2 separate regions of the Mus musculus genome follow, and region 1 is linked to region 2. The links are chromatin contacts, called in public promoter capture Hi-C maps. All regions are on one chromosome and are shown on one strand. The core of a region is the stretch at or near the end of the contact, and the rest is flanking DNA. Distances in the headings are between cores, read along the strand shown. Region 1 holds the start of Rhpn2 (rhophilin, Rho GTPase binding protein 2). Region 2 holds the start of Gpi1 (glucose-6-phosphate isomerase 1).

Region 1 (3,239 bases), core at 198-2,697, 1.1 Mb after region 2:
ATGTGCCATGGCGCACGTGTGAGGTCAGAGAACCTGTGGAAGTTCTTTTTTGCACCTTCTACCCTATGGGTTCCAGGGAATGGAACTCAGGTTGTCAGGCTGAGCGGCAAGCACTTTTATCCTCTGAGCCACCTCTGCAGCCATACTAACACCATTTTTGTTGTTTGTTTTTGTTTTTCGAGACAAGGATTCTCTGTGTAGCCTTGGCTCTGAGACCCGCTTGTCTCTGCCTCCTGAGTCCTGAAATTAAACGCCCCTGGCCCCTAAAACACTTCTTAAAGAGCATGAAAACGGTTGGTTAGTTTTGAAAGCCGAATCTGAGGTTTACACTGCGACCCACAGACCTCCAAAGGCAGAAGACAAAGGTGTTTTTTGGTGGTGGTGGCGGCGGTGAGGAAGGAGTCTACAGGCTGGGGGCTCTAGGCTCCTGCAGATGTAGCCCGATGTGCTACCAATATCCGACGCCAGTTTACCTACTCTCCAGTAGGAGGTTCCGCGAACCCCGAGCCTAAGGAACCCCCTGCTACTCCTGTACTAACCACATCGATACCTATAACACGAGACCAGCCAGAGAAAAAATCACTTGGGCTTGAGAACTGAGAAAACCGAGTTTGGGAACTCTGGCATCCTTAAAGACACCTGCAGAATTCCTGTGCACAAAGCCTGCTCAGTAGGTGGCCCCCTCTCCCGACGACTTCTGCTACCCAAGCGCTCGGAGGCCTCCTCTCCTGCAAACAGCTTTCCGTCCTTCCTGGCCAGAGCCTTTAAAAGCTTCCGAGCAGCGAATGAACTGGTCATGAATGTCCGCGTCCCTGAGTGGGAAAGCAAACGTATTTAGTTCTCTGCATTTACTATTCCTAGGGCTCCAGAGAAAGGGCGAATTTGGGTTTCGCTACGTTTGCTGAAACCCCGATCCCGCTGGCTGCGCCACCTTAACGCTCACAAGGTAGTGAGCTGTGAACAACACTCAGATTAAGATCGAAGGCTCAGCAAGAGCTCCATTCTAGACTCGCGGCAGACAGCACTTAACACTTGCATGGGGCAGGGGCGCGGTCTATACAATCAAGGGCAGGGCTTCAGGGCTCTGGCTTCAGCCTCGGGCGGGGCTGGAGGAGGACCGTGCGTGTTGTGGGCGGGGCCTTAGTTGAGCGGGGCGAGGCTACAGAGTTAGGTATCCGCCTCCGGTAGGACTGGATGGTGGAGGGGCGGGGCCTAGGCGAGATGGGGCGTGGCTCCAGAGATCAGGGGTGGGGCTCACTCTGGGATGCAGGAGGACTGCAAATGCGGGGGGCGGAACTGTAGGGCTTGGGATTCGCCTCTTGGGAGGCTGAAGGCGGGGCCTAGGTGGCAGAACTGAGTTCCAGGCTCGGGATCTGCCTAGGTCCAGGTCTTGCTAAGAGGGGCGGAGCTCCAGATATCTGGCGCTCTAGGGCTCGGGCGGGGCGGCAGGGCGGCTGGCTGGTCGGGGCGGGAGCGGGGGCGGGTCCCGGCGCCTCCTGGGGCCCTTAGTAGCCACTGCACCTCAGTTCACCCTGGACTCCCGCGCTGCCAGCATGACCGATACGCTGCTACCCGCGGCTCCCCAGCCGCTGGAGAAAGAGGGTGACGACTACTTTCGAAAGGTGAGTGGCGAGTCAACAGACCCTCTCTCTCTGTCCTGGCAAACTGCGGAGCGTGCTGAAGGGGCTTGAGGCGGGGGTCGGCTTGGACTGGAGGGGGAGGGGAAGGAGAAGGGAGAGACCCGCAGAGTTGGTGCGGGCCGAAGGGCGGAGAAGGGGGGTCGAAAGGGGATTGATTGCGCGGGGCTTGGAGCCCCGAGCAGATGGCAGCCGGGCTGGGGCGTGCAGGTGCACAGGCAAGCCACACGCAGGTGGGAACCTGGGGAGGTGATCCGGATGGCCCTGCCAGGCTTCTCGCGCTGGTGGGGAAAGGACCAGCTCCTGGCCACGCTGGCGAGCTCGGTCGGTCCCTCTGCACTTATACCGCAGCTCAGTTTCCACCCGAGCGCTTAGCCATGGTGCATCTGGAGGGCGAGTTTTGCTCTTTTGCCTCCCAAGTGCTTTCAGCGTTGGCCCCCTTCGACTTCTTGGTAAGGGAGAGTGGATGCTGCAAGGGGACCTCGGGCGTGCCCCTTCGTTTGTCCTCGCCCAAGAGAGCCAGAGAACCGGAGTCTCACTCTTCCAAAGTGGATTTATCTGTATTTGGTTGTCCGAGAGACCGAGAGGGCGAGACTGGACTCTGCGCGCTTGGCACGTCTTGGCGCTCCTGGGCAATTAATGCGACTGCCTTTCGCCCTGGAACTCAGTTCCTCAAAAGCGACCCCATTAGGCGCCCACAGCGGTGCTGGGATTGCCCAACAGCTGCTGGCTTTCAAAGGCACTTTAGAGGTGCGAATCACTGTGACAGACTCCTCACCTTCCTCTTGGGTCCCTAGAGAGTCTAAAAATAGCTTTTGGACTTTGGCCAAGGATCACCTGGTGGGTTGAGAGATTGTCGTGGATATTTTTCTAACTGATACGATCGAAGGCGCAGCGAGCAGTCATGAATAGGGAAGTGAAACTGCTTCCCACAGAGCAATCAATTCTTAATTGTTCGTAAATGGGCTTGGCAGCTTCCTTCTCCCGCGGGACTCTGGCATCTTAAAGAACTTTTGCTCACACGTGAAGTAGTAATAGAAAAGAGGGAAATCTGGAGACAGGTGGGGACAGTGGGCAATTTTTAAAGTTCCTTTTGGCATTTAAAAAAGTTTTAAAGTATATTTAAGTTGAAAGATGTCATCATGGAATTACAGGATTATAACTTCTAATTATGTGTGGCATTTGGGCCAGAGGATCACAGGCCAGAATTGCAGGAGGTTGCTTGGCCTGGGAATCTCAAGATGTCCAACCTAAGGCCCTAGGGCCTGGCTGCCACCCCCACAAAATTGCTTTACAGCCTCCAGCAAGTTGCTGTCTCTTTGTGGGATATCAGTTCTTGCTAGATTGTTTGTCTTCTGAACAGATGGCTTGGTGGACCTGTGGCAGCTTCTTGGTGGGGAGAAGGCAGGAAGTCAGAGAGGATGAAATATACTCTGGAGGGCGTCAAGCTTTTCAGAACAAGTTCTCCTGTGGCACCCATTCAGAGCAGTGAATCTCAGGAGAGGATGTGGGTGGGGAAGGGAAAAGATTGGAGCCTGAATGTTTTTTAAAGATTTAAGTGTATGTGTATGTGCATGCACGCTCACACGCCTTGGAGGCCAG
Region 2 (3,260 bases), core at 99-2,598:
GGACTTGGCCTAGGGAGAGAAGCCACTGCTGAGGTCTTGTATCCCATCCCCCATCCTCATCACCTATCACAAGTCCAGCCCCCCTCCCCCCCCACTCCCCCCCCCCCTTGAGGCTGACAGATGTTCTTCATAGACAGATTCCTTTTCCAGCATCTTCAAAGAGTCTGCTCAATCAGCAGGGGGCCTGGAGATCCCTGGGATACCAACTCCACACCGGGACCTAGAACCCAAAACAAAGCGCAGCCCCCACCCACAACCCAACCCAGAGATCACAACTCCCCAGTCAGAACATTACCAGCTCCACCAGCATCTGCATCACCTCCTTGTTCACAAGGTTCTTGGAGTAGTCCACCAGAATATGCCCATGGTTGGTGTTGAGGTTCAAGCTGCAGAAAGATGGAGACGCTGCTGGTCACACCCCAGCGGCAGTGCCTGGCCACAAAGGCTGACCTGTAGCAGTGTTAAGTAGTGTAGGAAGCCACGCCACAGAAAGAAGATGTAGACAGATCCTGGGCAGAACTTCCCCCTTCAAGCTCCACATCTCAAACTTACAAGGAAACACCCAGGGAGAGGTATCAGGGACGTCCAGTGAGGAACCACAGGTGGTCATCCCAGGTCCCTCGCCTCCTGGCATCAGTGACAAGGCACGAAGATGCATCACATGTACGATTTCTTCCACCCTCCCTTCTATTTCGCAGTCGCTCACAAGTCTCTCTGGCCTCTGCATCCTGCCTCCGCCGCTCTATTTTTACACCGTGGCTCCCAGGAAATCTCAGCCTTACCCACCCTGTCTGACCAAAGCCCACTAGGAGCAGGTGGGAGGGGACAGCTCTCTCGTGCCTGTCGAGCCAGCAGCGGCTGCTCCTCCTCATGGGTGGTTAGAAATCCCTACTCAAATGGCTGAGACTGAGAGGCGGGGGCGAAGGGATCCCCAAGGAGGAGCCGATTCCTCCTAATGACTAAGCAGCCTCGGCCCTCTGGCTAGCACGCGGGTCCCAAAACCCACTCCAAGGAGGCATCAAGGACAAAGTGCGGCCCCGGCCTGGGCCCTGCAGGGCTGCTGGGGGGGGGGGGGTCACGGGAGCCCCGACCCCGTGCGTGCACCTGAAGTTGTTGAAGCGCTCCGGATCCGCCTCAAAAAGTTCGCGCAGCTTGAGGTTGGCAGAGTTCGCGCGGTGCCACTCCAGGAGCTTCTGGAACTGCGGGTTCCGGGTGAGCGCAGCCATGGCGAGGGACCCGAGAGGTACACGGAGCAGGACGTGCTCGGAAGAGGAAGGAAAGAGGAGCGGCGGCGCGCGGCAAGTCGGTACCAGTGCGCGCAGCGGGCTTTATGGCGCAGGCGTCCGACCCCGCCCCGCCTCCGGCCCCGCCCCACCTCTGTCCTCCGCGTCCGCTAGGCGACCTTGCCGGCAGCTGTAGATCTGGGGGCCTCTGCTGGCCTCTCTGTAACACAAGTGTGGCCACTTGCGATGAACCTTGGCTGGCTTCTGTTCGGAAGTGACTTGAAGGGCAGAGGCGGAGTTTCTCGTGCCAGATCCGCTTGCTTCTTTCATTCATTCATGTATTCAATTCAGCAGAACTTTTTTTTTTTAAAGAATTTATTTACTATATGTAAGTACACTCTAGCTGTCTTCAGACACTCCAGAAGAAGGAGTCGGATCTCCTTACGGATGTGTTTGCTGGGATTTGAACTCAGGACCTTCGGAAGAGTAGTTGAGTGCTCTTACCGGCTGAGCCCAATTTAGCAGAACTTTATGGAATGCCTTCCTGGTTAGAGGTACTAAAGCAAGTGTTGTGGGTACGTAAGCCAAATAAGTAAATAGAATTTATGGGATTTCAGAGCTGGCAAGTGCTCCTGAGAAGAGGCAAACTGGATGAAGCCCCAGAGATGAAACTGTGGTTAAGAACACATAGTTCCCTTGCAGAGGACCTGAATTGGGTTCCCAGTACTCATAACTGCCTGTAACTCCCGCTGCAACCAATGGGAATACCAATGGCACTTGCATCCTTATGCTCATACCCACCCCACACATAATTAATGCTAAAATTATATACCCACCCCACACACATAATAAAAATTGTATGTCCACTCCCACACATAATTAATAAAATATCCACCACACAATAAAAATGAAATTATATGTATATATATTTAAAGGCAGGTTGGAAATAAGCATTTCCTTTAACTAAATGGTTAAGAAAAAAAAATTCACTCTTTATTATATTTGAGTAAAAGCATGAAGGGGAAGAAATGAGCCAGTTGGCTACCTGGAAGGAAAGTGTTCAGTCAAAGGGAAAAGACACTGCAAAGTCTGAGACAAGAGCACCCATAGATGTCCCACAAACAGCACCCATAGATGTCCCACAAACAGAAGACACATGTGGCTGGAGTGGAGCAGATTAGGGGAAGAAGTCATAGAGGTGACATTAGAGAAGGGAATTCACCCAGTGGCTTACAAATCATTGTGAGAATTTTGATTTCTGTTTAGAGATGAGGAGCCACTGAACAAGTCCACATGGAGCAGGGACTTTATCTGACACACTGCCTAATGGATCAGTTAGCTCAGTGAGCTAAAGCAGGTCCTGAGGGAGGGAGCTTCAGTCAAGCAGGAGGAGACGGACATAGAGGATGGAATGAGTGAGGGATCCATAATCGCCTAGAGAGAAAGGGCAAGATATGCACTTTAGGATCCAACTTCCTAGAAAAACTGGATTCTTATCCACAAGTCCGAGGGACAAGGGAGACTTCAAATGAGGACGAGTAGGTGAGGTGAAGTGTTTGCGGGGGACTGCGGGAAATATGTGTAAGTCTTGATACTTGCTAAGCTTCCCAAACAGTGCTGGACATCTAGCACTGGGGTGGCAGGCACTGGGGTGGCACTATAATCCCAGCATGAAGGGAGGAAAGGCAGGAAGATCGAGAGTTCAAGGCCAGGGTCAGCAACATAGGAATCTGAAGCCATCACGTCTAAAAAAAACCCAAAACACAGGAACTGAGAATTTTGTAAAGCATTTGCCTCAGAAGCATGCGAGGATACGGACACGTTTACTCTCCAGAGCCCATGGAAAAACCTGCACATGGTGGCCTTTTGCAATCTCAGTGCTAGAGAGGCAGAAACGGGAGGGTCCTAGGGTTCAATGGCCAGCCTGGCCTCAGGGGTGAGCTCCAGATCTCACCAACAGACCCTGACTCAAAAAAGAAGCTGAAATTTTTATAAAGTATGTTTTTAAAAGAGGGGCTGGCGAACCTTAAAAAAAAA

What was found. Promoter capture Hi-C pulls out the DNA fragments that hold promoters and counts their contacts.
Region 1: a promoter capture Hi-C map of pre-B cells shows a contact between it and region 2. The contact joins the promoter of Rhpn2 here to the promoter of Gpi1 in region 2. A contact is called at or near these places in 7 of 39 promoter capture datasets (the C10 cell line, cranial neural crest, frontonasal cranial neural crest and 3 more), 2 of 484 Hi-C or Micro-C datasets (B cells and CD4 T cells), 2 of 115 datasets of contacts at active chromatin or transcription factors (astrocytes and pancreatic cancer cells) and 2 of 9 other capture datasets (adipose tissue and liver).

Annotation. Positions count from the first base shown.
Region 1 is chr7:35,332,790-35,336,028 of GRCm38.p6, forward strand. Rhpn2 (rhophilin, Rho GTPase binding protein 2) reads left to right here and starts at 1,448. Exons shown (of 15, transcript NM_027897.4): 1 at 1,448-1,622. The coding sequence starts at 1,554.
Region 2 is chr7:34,228,988-34,232,247 of GRCm38.p6, forward strand. Gpi1 (glucose-6-phosphate isomerase 1) reads right to left here and starts at 1,349. Exons shown (of 18, transcript NM_008155.4): 1 at 1,105-1,349; 2 at 296-386; 3 at 1-9. The coding sequence starts at 1,226. Gm12762 (a long non-coding RNA gene) reads right to left here. Exons shown (of 2, transcript XR_881947.3): 2 at 2,195-3,260.